2 separate regions of the Mus musculus genome follow, and region 2 is linked to region 1. A link is a contact called in public HiChIP or PLAC-seq data. All regions are on one chromosome and are shown on one strand. The core of a region is the stretch at or near the end of the contact, and the rest is flanking DNA. Distances in the headings are between cores, read along the strand shown. Region 1 overlaps Colgalt1 (collagen beta(1-O)galactosyltransferase 1). Region 2 overlaps Rab8a (RAB8A, member RAS oncogene family).

The links. HiChIP or PLAC-seq counts read pairs in DNA pulled down with a chosen protein or histone mark.
Region 2: an H3K27ac HiChIP or PLAC-seq map of microglia shows a contact between it and region 1, with 6 times the contacts expected there. The contact joins two enhancer-like sites. A contact is called at or near these places in 2 of 39 promoter capture datasets (the C10 cell line and pre-B cells), 1 of 484 Hi-C or Micro-C datasets (embryonic stem cells) and 7 of 115 datasets of contacts at active chromatin or transcription factors (the 230-238 cell line, bone marrow-derived dendritic cells, embryonic midbrain and 4 more).

The regions. Positions count from the first base shown.
Region 1 is chr8:71,621,707-71,628,169 of GRCm38.p6, forward strand. Colgalt1 (collagen beta(1-O)galactosyltransferase 1) reads left to right here. Exons shown (of 12, transcript NM_146211.3): 9 at 58-190; 10 at 997-1,124; 11 at 1,384-1,590; 12 at 1,787-3,205. The coding sequence ends at 2,054. It overlaps Unc13a (unc-13 homolog A), which reads right to left. Exons shown (of 44, transcript NM_001029873.2): 44 at 5,006-6,463. Among named protein-coding and RNA genes, the nearest start is that of Gm39195, 4.6 kb to the right of the region's middle. Within about 2 kb of position 3,560, at least 22 of the 459 cell types and tissues checked have an H3K27ac peak or open chromatin away from gene starts, as enhancers often do. A contact at or near this core is called in bone marrow-derived dendritic cells and microglia, where this site is marked.
Region 2 is chr8:72,166,902-72,173,364 of GRCm38.p6, forward strand. It overlaps Rab8a (RAB8A, member RAS oncogene family), which reads left to right. Exons shown (of 8, transcript NM_023126.2): 2 at 1,526-1,586; 3 at 4,339-4,399. Among named protein-coding and RNA genes, the nearest start is that of Rab8a, 8.9 kb to the left of the region's middle. Within about 2 kb of position 2,475, at least 147 of the 459 cell types and tissues checked have an H3K27ac peak or open chromatin away from gene starts, as enhancers often do. A contact at or near this core is called in bone marrow-derived dendritic cells and microglia, where this site is marked.

The DNA.
Region 1 (6,463 bases), core at 2,310-4,809:
TCACCATCTTGTCCTCCTCTTTTTGCTAACATCTTCTTCCCTCTTGCATCCCCACAGAGCCATGAACACCAGCCAGGTGGAAGCCATGGGCATCCAGATGCTGCCTGGCTACCGGGACCCCTACCATGGGCGGCCACTCACCAAGGGAGAGCTGGGCTGCTTTCTCAGCCACTACAACATCTGGAAGGAGGTAGGTGTCTGGGATGAGGGAGGCCTGATCCACAGTTCTTGTTCTCTTCACAGATTAGGTCAGGTCCAGAGTCCCAGGGAGGAATTATGGTCCCCATGCTACCAGTGGCAGAATCTGTGACTACATTTTGGTGTCTGTTGCATGAACTGTCTTCACATTAGCCCTGATACACCAGAGTAGGGCAGCCACTGCCTTGGCATTGCCAAGATGCAGAAAGTGGACCTGGGGAATAAAGGGGCCTCAGGTAAAGTCTAAAGCTGTGATTCCCAAGTGAGAACTGCTTGCCTTGCAACCTGACTCTGCTCACTGTTTATTGAAGTGATGGCTTCTGGCTTTAATGCCACTGGACAACAGCTGGTGATGTGCCATGATGTCACACAAGAACCAGGTTTGGAACCTGCAAATGGGGCTGGATGGGTGGGGTGTTGGCTCCAGATGATAAGGTACAGGAAGTAGAGCATCTAACTGTTCAAGATGATGGGTGCTTATGTGAGCCACCCTTCTTTCCTAAAGTTCCTCACGGGCATTCCGTTAGCTTCATTAGTTTATAGTGAAGCCTCCTAGACTGGGGGCATTGCACCAAGGAGGAAGGGTAAGAGGAGCCTGCCTGTTGCCAAGAGGAAGGCTTCTTAGTATCACAGGCTAAACACAGGCAGAGGCCCTAGGCAAGAAAAGCCCAGGTAGACAGGCAGAAGAGTGGCATGGTGGGCAAATAGCTGGATGTGGAAGGTTGGGATGCATATTTCCTTCCTAGCAAGCAGTTCTGGGGCTGGGTCTCCTTGACTTGGAGTGGCTCCTTCCCTCAGGTGGTTGACCGGGGACTACAGAAATCACTAGTGTTTGAGGATGATCTGCGTTTTGAGATCTTCTTCAAGAGACGTCTGATGAACCTCATGCGGGATGTGGAGCGTGAGGGGCTGGACTGGGACCTCATGTGAGTGGAGATTGATGGAAGGGTTGGGGATGGGACACCAGCCTCGGGTACTAGCCCAGGCATGACCAGGGCTCAGGGGCAGAGCCTGGAGCTTAAGGACAAAGTAAGGCTAGAACCTGGAGGACGTCAGAGCTCTGCTGTCTGTTGGGTTGACTTGGGTTCTGTTCAATTTCCCTGTGCCAAGCCTTATGCCTTGTCTCTGTGTAGCATTCTCTGGCAGGTGGGGGACATGTAACAAGTCTCTTATTCTGCACCCCAGCTACGTGGGCCGGAAGCGCATGCAGGTGGAGCACCCTGAAAAGGCTGTGCCCCATGTAAGGAACCTGGTAGAGGCTGATTACTCCTACTGGACGCTAGCCTATGTAATCTCCCTGCAAGGTGCTCAGAAGTTGCTTGCTGCCAAGCCACTGGCCAAAATGCTACCTGTTGATGAGTTTCTGCCTGTCATGTTTGACAAGCACCCAATGTAAGAAGGCTATGAAGGGGTGGGTATTTGAGGGGGTTTGGGTGGCAGGCTCGGGTCTTTGAGTCTTGGAAGATCAGGGCAGGGGAGTGTTGGGCTCTGGCTAGGCATGGTGGGGTGAATCCTAGTGGACTCAAAGGAAAGTCTTTTTCTGGATCATTGGTCTCCATCTCCCCTATGTCTCTGCTATCTCCCATAGGTCAGAATACAAGAGTCACTTCTCTCCCCGCAACCTGCGTGCCTTCTCTGTGGAGCCCCTCCTTATCTACCCTACACACTACACAGGGGATGATGGCTATGTGAGTGACACAGAGACCTCAGTTGTGTGGAATAATGAGCAGGTTAAGACTGACTGGGACCGAGCCAAGTCCCAGAAGATGCGGGAACAGCAAGCACTGAGCCGTGAGGCCAAGAACTCAGATGTGCTCCAGTCTCCACTGGACAGCACTGCCCGTGATGAGCTTTGAGGCAACTGGCAAACAGCCAAAGCCACTGCTACACACCTAAACTTCATGTGCTTGCCTGGGACTATAGGGCCACTCAGGCAGACAACAGAGAGCTCTACAAGCACAGAGGTCTCCATGTCTTCCTGTTTAGCAGCCACTTACACACAGGCAGCATTTATGGAGTACTTACTGTATGCCAGAAATAGGGCTGACCACCAAGAGATTGGTCAGGAACAAGCACAGTCAGTTGGGTCCACCATGAAGGAAGTTCTCTTGTTAGAGCAATGAAAGAGGCATGATTCCCCCTTATCAGTGATGAACTGATCATCAGTCTTTTATTGTTCAGACTGAGTCAGGTATTAGGGATACATACTCATTTTTAAAATCCGTTTGAGTATTTATTGAGGGCTTACTGTATATTAGGTACCATTCTTAGCTCTGGGAATACTGAAATAAGAAAAAAAAATCAAGCAAAATATACCAAGCAGCTGCTATGTGCCAGGTCTTAGGAAGCACTGATGAGTTAAGTGTCTACTATGTGTCACTCAGTAGGTGCTGGAGATGGATGTCCCAGTGGTGCTTATCCTTGTAGTGGGCATGATATGCTTACGGTGGAAACAGTCTTATTGACCCTGTGTGCTAGGCTACACGCTGAGCACAATGACAGAGTCTAAACAGAATGTAACAAGCATTTATTGAGCACCTAGAGTATCAGGCCTTTGACTCCCAGTTGGTTGAGAAATAGCCACCCTCCAACCTGTCTGCCGGAGGACACTGGGCTTCCCTTGTCTAGAAGGGAGCATTGCTCTCCTTCCCTTGGTTGACTGCTAGGTTCAAGGATACTCATGACCTTGCAAGTCCCCCACCCCCCGTGTCCCTGGGCTGGGGCTCCCTTGCCCACCCCTTACTTCCAGAGCTTCTCTCTGCCCTTGTATCTCAGGTGTCCCTTGGCTGCTCATATGTTTGGGGCCTTGAGGTGCCCACCTGTATTGGGGTGCTCCTCTTGGCCTGAGCAGTGTGTTTACCAGCAGGCCAGGGTGTTGCTGTCCCTTCAAAACCAAATTGACTGTCAACTGGACAGTGGGTACCATCTTCTTGGGATGACTGCTTGCCTGCTCAGGTCTTGGTAACTTGCTCATGTTTGTATTAAATTCTTATTGGTTTTCACTGAAGTCTTTGGGTTTGGTGCCCCACGTCCCTGTCCCCGCCGGTCAAGATTTGGGGAGACAGTAGGGCTTGTAGGCATGTGTTGTTCAGACCACCAGGCACTGAAGGGAGTGTGGGTGTGGATATTTTGGGAATCCTATGCCCCTACCTCACAAAGGAGCTGTGGGAGAGTCTGGTGGATAGATTGTGCAAGGTCTCATGGTGGCCATTACAGCCTGTTTTCCTATAGAAACAGACTCTACAACTTGTTCAGGGAAGGAGCCCTTCAGGAGGTGACAGCAGTCACTGTCTCCCCTGGACAGAGAAACTGGGTTGCTAGTTTCAGTTCCTGTCTGATGAAGCAGGCCAAAAGCAGCTTGAAGGCAAACTCAAGGCCAGAATTATGAGGAAGCTGCTAACTGGCTAGCTCTGGCTTCTGCTCAGTCCAGGGCCACCTGCCTAGGAATGGTCCACAATGTAGATTCTTGATGTCAATCATCAATCAAAATGCCCTGGAGACATGGCCAAGGGCATGATGTCGTGAGCCCTGAGTAGGGATGACTCTCAGCTGTGTGGAGCTGATAGCTAGAAATCAGACAGAGCCTCTTATACCCAGATGCTAGGGTTTTCTGGATCAGGTTTACCAGGGCCCAGGATCACAGGGCTCTGGCCTGGGAGTGTAGGGATGGTTCTGGTGCTAAGGTCCTGTTCCCAAATCGGTTCTTGATCTATCAGTAAAGATGCCATGGGCCAATTGCTTGGTGGAAGGAATAGGCGAGACTTCTGGGTCCCCGCAGGTAACCTAGCAGTTGAAAGGAGGGGGAAAAGAGTTTTCACCGTGCTTCAGAGGGAGAAAAGCCAACCAGCCATGTGAGATCTCAGGCAGAGTGACCAGGCTGCATCTGCAGGTGGGGGATTGGGACTGTTGAGTTGGGACTGAAGTTGAGTACAGATTTAGGGTGCTGAGCTGGGTGTCCTGGTAAGTGCACGTTAGCTGAGGCAGATTGGAGGCATCCAGTAGTTGGGCCAAAAAGGCAGGTTAAAATTGAGCAATTGTGTGTGTCTGTGATGTTTTTCATCCACACATCCAATGTTCCCAGAGTTTAGGCAGGGTACCAAAAGCTACTCACTACATGGGAGCATGCACAAATGGTATGGTGACTGGTGTGGACTAAGAAACTGTCCGCACTCTGACCAGATGGCTCCTACCACACTGAGACTCATCAGCTTGTCTCTGGGTCTCCTCTGTACCCGCTAGGACAATGTCACTCAATGGCCCAGGTTCACAGGGCTCTTCTCTAACATTGTGTGGCACCCCACAGAGTATGTGCAATTATTTTCTAGGTTCTCATGTAGCCTAGGCTGTCCAACTATGTAACCAGGGGTGATCTTAAATTCTGATCTTTCTGCCTCTACCTCCCAGGGCTTGTGATGACAGAGAAGCACATGCCTAGTTCACGGTGCCGGGCACAGCCCAGGGCTTCCTGTGCTCAAGGCAGGCATTCCAACAACCAAGTGCCCCACCCCCTTCTAACAGGCCTCTGCTTCTCTGTTGGTTTGGGGTGCCCATGGGTATGCTTGCTGGCCGAGCAGGGTATACTTGTTCTGGGAGAAGAAATACTCTGAGTAAAGACAGCCTAGTCTTTTGCATATGTCTAGCCCCCAACAGTTTTAGTGTGTGGAGGTGAAAGGACAATTTCAGGGAGTCTTCCTTCCACCATGTGCATCCCCAGGGTTGAATTCAGCTTCCAGTTTGGCAGCAAGCACCTTTACCTACTAGGCCCCTACTGAGGTTTTGTCTAAAGGAGCTCAAGAACTCCAGCCAGTTTCAGGGATTCTGTGTTTTTTGTTTGTTTGTTTTTTGTTTTGTTTTTCTTTTTGTTTTTTTTTTTAATGTTAATAAAATATTTTTTACAGAGACCAAAAAGTCAAAATAGTGCAAAACATCTCAACGCCATGCACTCATGAACACTCCCCGGGTATGTGTCCCAAGTCACGTGTTGACTGAGAATTGAGGGCATCTTGAAAGATGCTGGACTAACGGGGTAGACCTAAAAAACCCTCCAAAAAAAAAAAAAAACCAAAAACAAAACCCCGAAAAACCAAAAGCACGATACTGGGATTCTACCTTTGCAGTCACATGCTAAGAAAGGCGAGTCAGAGGGGCTCCCTGGGCTGCATGGCAGGGGCTGGGGTCAGGAACCTTCTGGGGTGCAGGGGACTCTTGCTTGTCACCTGTGTCACCCGGATCCAACAGCTCAGCCGAATTTGATTTTTAAAACAATAAGATGTAAAGAGGAGAGGGAGGTGGGTTCGCAGAGCCAGCTTTGGTCCTGAAAGATGCTGGGGTAGATGGGTAGAGTGGGCAGAATCAAGCCGACCCTGGCCCTTGCCCCACCCCCAGCAGGGCTGCCCTTGAGACCTGAGAGGTCTGCGGTCCAGGCTGAGAGAGGTCCCCAGGAGTTCTGGGTGCACTTGATTTTTTGCATGTCTGATGGGGCAGGTGAGGGGACAGGCCCTGGGGCCTGAAACAGACTGGAGTGCAGACTTGCCCAGACATGGTGAGCTGACTGCAGGGCCTTTTAAAATTTTCAGCATTGGGAAAGAAACCTAGAACGATGCATGATTGGCAGGTGCTGAGCTCCACCCTAGGCCCCTGACTGAGGAAGTCTAGGTAGGGTATAGACAAGCCTGGACCCCAGCCCCTTCCACTTGCGCTTCCTCCTCCCTCTTCTGCCCACACTGCAGCCTCCCTCACCCCTTGGCATCTGCCTCTCCTGTGGGTGGGGCTGTGGCTTCTTCCTGCCTTCTGAAGGCGAGGCTAACCAGTCTCCAACCGTCCTTGACCTGTGGATTCTGGAGCTGCACCCCAGTATGTTTTAATGTAGGACTCCAGCAGCGAGGGGCCACCAGGGGAGGTGGTGAGAACTCAACCAGCCAGGCCCTGGAGTAACTTCCTTTCAGGACATTGCTATATCTGGGGCTGTCCTGAGATCAGAGCTCAGCCCTCTGCTCTACTTCCATCTATTGTGTCCTGGGCTCAGCTTGGACACCTCCCACATAGGGGTATCTGTCAAGTCGGGGGGGAACTGTAATGAAAACCATGCATGTGAATTGGGGTCACATGCAGACCGTCAGCCACTCTCATACAATTCAAGTCAGCACGACCTTCCTTCAATGACTGTGACCTGCTTATTCTGGGGAAGCTTGGGGCTCCCTTAAAGCCTCAGCCTGGAATTTAGCCAGAGCCAGGCAGACACCTCAGTCTCATGACATCAGGGCCA
Region 2 (6,463 bases), core at 1,225-3,724, 540 kb after region 1:
GGGAGAGAGAGGCTGGGCCTAGCATAGGCTTTTGAAACCTCAAAGCCCACCCCCAATAATGTACCCCCTCCCAACAAGGCCACACCTCCTAATCCTTCCTATTTTTTTCAAAGACATTCATTTCTTGGCGACCAAGCATTTAAATACATGAGCCTTTGTGGGCCAGTGGCATGTTGGCCCCAGAAATCAAACCCAGCCACTAGGCTTGGCAGCAAGACCCTTTATCTTGCCAGCCCTTAATTTTTTTTTTTAAAGCTTTACCATATCTGACATCTGATTGATCCACGCATTTAAAGCACACAAGCTCAGTGCCTTTTGGGGTGCTTTGACTTGCACATCCATCACCATAAAAATTTTCAGAATGTCTCCTTGTGCTAAAAAGAAATACCAGCATCCTTTATGCCCCTCAGCCCTTGATCTTCCCCATGCCCCAGCCTGGCAGCCTCAGGCATAGTCCTTGTCTCTGGATTTGCCTGCTCTGGACACTTCATGTCAGCCTAGTCACTCCATATGTGGCCTTTCCTGCTTGGCTTCTCTCGCTCAGCGTTGTGTTTTTGAGCCTCTCTACAATATATCAGATGGGTGTCTTTCATTCAGTTCCATGACTAAGCCATATCCCACCATATAGATGGCCCATTAGCTGGTCTTTCTGGCTCTTGGTAGCCCACTGGAAGCTCTGGAGCTGAGGCCAAGTTTGGGGCATAGTTACCGTTAGGGTTGGTTATGGTTTTTGTTGATTTTGAGACCTGATATTATACATAAGTGGCCTCACATTCACTATGTAGCTTACCCTGACCTGTTAACCTTTCTGCCTCCACTTCCTAAGTGCTGGAATTATAGATGGGTGTCAGAACACTTGGTATACACAGGTTTTCTTTCTACGTGTCAGAGCCCTGCTCGAGAGTCACTTAAGACCCCTTCCTGGTGGTGCCACCTTTCCCTCTATAGTCCCCTCTCCTGAGGGTGATTTGGAAGCTCTTTGGCACCCACTGTTCCTTCTCCATCTCCTCTATAAGCCTTGGGCTTAAGATGTAGCTTAGAGGTAAAGCACTTGCATACCATCCACAGCAAGCCTGGGGTTCCAACCAGAGCCTCTGGGAGAAGGCAGTGTGATGAATCATACCAGGCACACCAACACCCAGAAAGTAGAGGCAGGAGGATCAGGAGTTCATGGTTACCTTTGCCTACATGAGATTCTGTTCTCAAAAATATAAGTAGCTGAAGCTGTGCAGTGATTGTGGAGAGAGGATATGGCCCATTGGCAACACAATACACTATGGGGTGGCAGGCCCCAGCCTGTAGAAGGCTTTAGGATGCCCACTGTGAGACTGGGACAGGAGCAGCAGAAAGGTGGAGCGCATCTCCCATTCCCAGCTTCCCTTCAGCTACTGTTGTCGCCACAGCCTTAGGCTGTGCTTCTAGCAGGGAAAGATTCTTCCAGAAGCCACAGCCCTGGTAGCCCAGACTGGTAGCCCAGGAAGTGGCCTGGCTTTGATAACACCTTTTATTCTTCCTTTTCTTTCAGGAATTGACTTTAAAATTAGGACCATAGAGCTCGATGGCAAGAGGATTAAACTGCAGATATGGTGAGTGCTAGTGCCTTGTTTGGGCCCTGAATCGTGGCCCTTCGCTGGACTCTACACTGGGAGCAGAGCTGTTGGTGCCCTTCCACATATGCACACTGTCCTTTTCCTTTTCGTTTTTTGAAAACGTCTGTCTGTGTAGTCCTGGCTGGCCTAGAACTTAGTATGTAGAACAAGCAGGCCTCAACTCACTGAGATCTGCTTGCCTCTGCCACTTGAGTACTGGGGTTCAAGGTATACTGCTACCACATCCTGCTGCAAAGATGACTTCAAATTTCTGACCCTCCTGCCTGTTCCTAAGTGCTGGAATGACAGGTGACAATACCTGGTTTTGCAATGATATTATGAAACCAGAGCCCCATGCATGCTAGGCAAGGACTCTACCAATTGAGCAAAATTCCATAGTACCCAGCCCTGAAAACATAGTTCTGTCCCTCAGAAGATTCCACAGTTTCATATCCAGCTCAGGTAGCCATCCTCTGCTGGCCTCTGGAGCCTAACATTTGTGTTAGAGACATAACTTGTAAGAGAAGAGCTACCCTATCAGTGAGCTCAGTGTCCCGGGCTGCATGAGAATTATGTTGAACCTGGAGAGAACACTCCATGCCAGGAGGTAGCAAAGATAACACTAAAAGAGAAAATTCTGGAAACTTTCATAAGCGAGAATGGATAGGATCCCAGAGGCCCAGTACCCAGCAGATATGCCATAAGCCATGGCCCTCCCAAGGAGCTTGGAGAGCAAGCAGGCAGAGGTGGTAGCATAAGAATCCTGGGCTATGAATTTCCTCTTTTTTTTTTTTTTTGTGACAGTGTCTCACCATGCTAGGTAACCCAAGGTAACCTGGGACTGTAGTCTTTAGTCTCAGCTTCCCAGGTTCTGGGATGACGAATGTGCACCACCACACCCAGCTGGGGGTTTCCTTCTGAGCCCATGGCCTCACCCCAAATTTTCAAGGCCTCACACCACTTCCTGTTTTCTCCACTGAAGAGAACTGAGGCCTCACTTCCTGGTGTGTGGACCTGAAACCCACAAACAACCTTAAAGCTAAGGCCAGACCCAGCAGCCAGAAGTACTCATAGTCCTCAGCCCTGGGGGTAACCTTGGCAGCCAGGGTCAATTAGGAAACTGTGAGCATCTAGGACCCCATCACTGATGTGGGCTGCGAAGTAATCCAACATCCTGGAAGGCTGAATTCAGCCAGCCTTGAGCAAACAGACCCAAGTCACATTAAAGAGCAGTGGTATACATTTGTCATCCCAACCCTCATGAGGCAGAGATAGGAGGGTCACAGCAAGTTCTAGGCCAACGTGGCCTACCTAGTGAAAACTTGTGTCAGAACCAAACAGAAGAGTGTAATCAAACACTCAGCCAGCCAGGCCCCCCTGGGAGGGAACAAAGAGCCTAGGTGCCCCTCCCCCATGGCATGCTCAGGTCTCTTTAGTCTCAGCATGAGCCATCACCTGGCTTGTCAGTATCTCTAGGGGAGCCTCCTGGGTCCCCTTATCTCTAGCTAGTCATCAGTCCTGGCCACATGGTAAGTTACAACCCATAGAAGTCCTCCACTTCCAACACAGTGGCCATGCTGCAGCCTTTGTGCCCAAGTCCAAAGTGACAGTCCTAGCCAGCCAAGCCTCCTGCCCCAGCTCCTCCCTTTCCACCTCACCGCTCAGCATTCTCAGCCAAGAGAAGAGTCACTAGAAGGCTGGCCTGGGCAGCGATTAACATTCTTCACCATGTATGTTCTCTGCAAGTTCCACCAGCAAGTCATCTGAGAATTAACATTAACATTAAGATGAGAGATTTGGAGCTAGGAACAGGACTCAGTGGCAGAGCACTTGCCTTAGCATACATAGAACACTTGAGTTCCATCCCCTGTGCCATAGTAAAATAAGATTCAAAGTCAGTGGGCCAGCAAGATAGCTTAGCAAGTAAAGGTGCTTTCTGCAAAGCCTGTTGACCCTGAGTTCAATCCCAAGACCTAGACCTAGAAGGAGAAGACCGACTTCTGCAAGTCTCCAGCCTGTGCTTTGGCACTCACGAACAATAAAAATAACAGAAAACATTGCAGGCAAGATGTAGAGCTCGGAGTCAGCACTGGGCCTTTCTGTGGAATCCAGACAGCCAGGGCCTTCAGGAAGAGCCAGGGGCTCAGTAAGTCACTTTCTTCCAGACCTAGGGATGGAACTATGACCTTGTATGTACTAGGCAAACACTACCACCAGGTACACCCTGTCCCTTTCTTACTCTCTGACAGTGTCCTGCTGTGAATCCCAGGCTGGCCTGGAACTTACAGTCCTCCTGCTTAGGCCTTTCTAGTGCCAGGATGACAGATGAGTATGTAGCTCAGTAAAACACCTGTTTGTAAACCACACACCCCATATATGCAGGTGGCATTAACTCAGATGCCCCCTCCCTGGACACAACCTCCTTCATGCAGGTAATGACAGAATGCACTTTGGAGCAGCAGCCCCTGAGCTCACCCTGCTCTTTCTGACAGTCAAGACTACGGCCTACCCTCAGCATTGGCTGCAGGGACCCCAGGACATACCTTGGAGCTAATACGTGGAAGGGTAGAGGGGGCACAGGCCACTGGGACATTCGACCAGGGGGCTCGGAAGGGCTTTGGTCTATCATTCCATATGCCCTTCTGTGTAATCACAGGAACAGAGGTGACTCTTTGTTGAGCAGGAGGGACTCAAGGGAGAAATCCAGCAGGCCAAGGGTGTCACTAATACCATTCATCTTTGCTTCTAGGGACACGGCCGGCCAGGAGCGGTTTCGAACAATCACGACAGCCTACTACAGGGGTGCCATGGTACTGACTTTTTATTGTTGAAGTAGAAACAAGTAGTAGTAGTAAGGCCTGAGTGATCGGCTTCTGTTGTTATTGTCTCATCTTATTAAAACAGTCCCAAGATATAGCCCAGGCTGGCCTAGAATTCACAATATAGCCAAAGCTGGCCTGGGACTCAAAATCCTTCTGTCTTACCTTACCAAGTGCACACAGTTTGTTTTATATGTTTTTAAAATGTTGTTGTGTGTATTTGTGTGTGCATGTGTGTACATGACTGTGGAAACCAGAGGTCAGGTCACCCTCCAACATTATTCCTTGAGTGATTCTCACTGGCTTGGAACTTGCCAGTAAGACCAGGCTAGCCCAGAACTCACTTTGTAGTCCAAGCTGGCTGGAAACTCACAATTTTCCTGTCTTAGCTTCCCCAGGCTAGGATATCACAGGTGTGTGCCACCATACCTGGCCAACCTTTGTGTCTTGCAGAGCCTGTGTTCCAACTCTTTAGGTAACTCAGGACCCGAACTTGCTTTAAAGAGGTCAGTGTGCCCTGACTGGCTCTCTGAAACATTATCTCCTCGTATATAATAACCTCTGGACCTCAGACCCAGTGTAGGGATGAGAGAAGCACCAGGGAACCATCCTTCAGGCGAAGGCAAGCCTCGGCTAGCCTCCACAGAGACCATTAATACTCTGGAATTTACTAGAACAACTTGAAGTTTGGACTTACTTGGGGTTATCATTGTTCCATCTTCCACCTGGACCTGCACTAGCAAACTCACCCCCACATATTTTCCCTGTGGAGATGGGGAAGGGTAGAGGGGGAGACAGGAAAGAACAGGTTCCCACCCTGACCAGGTGCTGCTTGTGTGAGACTATGCAAAACAATGCGTGAAGGAACAAAGAAAGCAGGAGGAGCCACTTCAGTCCTACCCAGAATCCTGGGCCACCTTCCAACCTACCTCCTCTCAGAAATGTCCCCACATTCCTGGGGAAACAAATGGATATCTGTCCCAGAGTCCCATTCTTTCACCTGTGCCTTCTGTAGCTCAACCAGCCATTTAGGGCCACAGGCTCCCAGTTCTTGCCAGCATGCTATCCATACTGTGAGCACAGTGTGAGTCTCAGTCCTCGTGGAGGCCTGAGAACTTAATGAGGACTGGGATCAACAGGCATGAATAGTGACATTAGACTAAGTATTTAGAGCATCCCAGGAAGGGCAGCCAACATTGGAGACTCAGTCCTATGGTCTGCAACCATAGCATCTTCTATGCTAAGGTTAATTTTTTTTTTTTTTGCCCTTCCTGGGGACTGGGGTCAGGGGTACCTCTGTCCTCTGGAGAGAGCTATTTGGACCTCTCTAGACTCAGATAGTCTCCCTGAGCCTCTCCCCACCTCCCCCCCATGACTGGTAGCACCCTCAGTTTTAGCCTGGTTCTCGTTGGATCATGGCCATGCCCTGATCAGGTGCGGACAGGTGTGGACAGGATCCTGAGACTTGGCAGTCCAGCCTGAGTTCACACACGGATTCACTGGCTGTGCCCGAACCAGCACCAAGACGGTGGGAATCTACTTCAGTGTTGTTTTGATGAAACATGTTCTCACTGTGTAGCTTAAGCTGGCCTGGAACTTCTGATCCTTCTGCCTCAGCCTCCTGTATGCTGAGATGACAGGTCTGTGCCACCTTACATACATGTAAACCATGCCTGGGTTACAAGGAGCCAATGATGGAACCTGGGGCTTCATGCATTCTAGGCAAATGCTCTGCCAACTGAGCTACATACACTTTTTTGTTTTGTTGTTTTGAGATAGGGTGTCACTGTGTAGCCCTAGCTGACCTGGAACTCACTATGTAGACCAGCTTGATTTTGAACTCAGAAACCTGCCTGACCCTCCCTTTTCCTGGGTATTGCTATTAAAGGCAAACACTGTCATACCCAGGCTGATTTTTCTCTTGGCATCATCTCTGAACCTCAGACTTGTAGTGAGCCTCTGCATCAGCCTCCTGGGTGCTAAAATTAGTTAGTGAATTATTAGTTATAGCTTGCGCGGGCTAGTTACAGCTCACACAAAAAGCCCATGTCACTT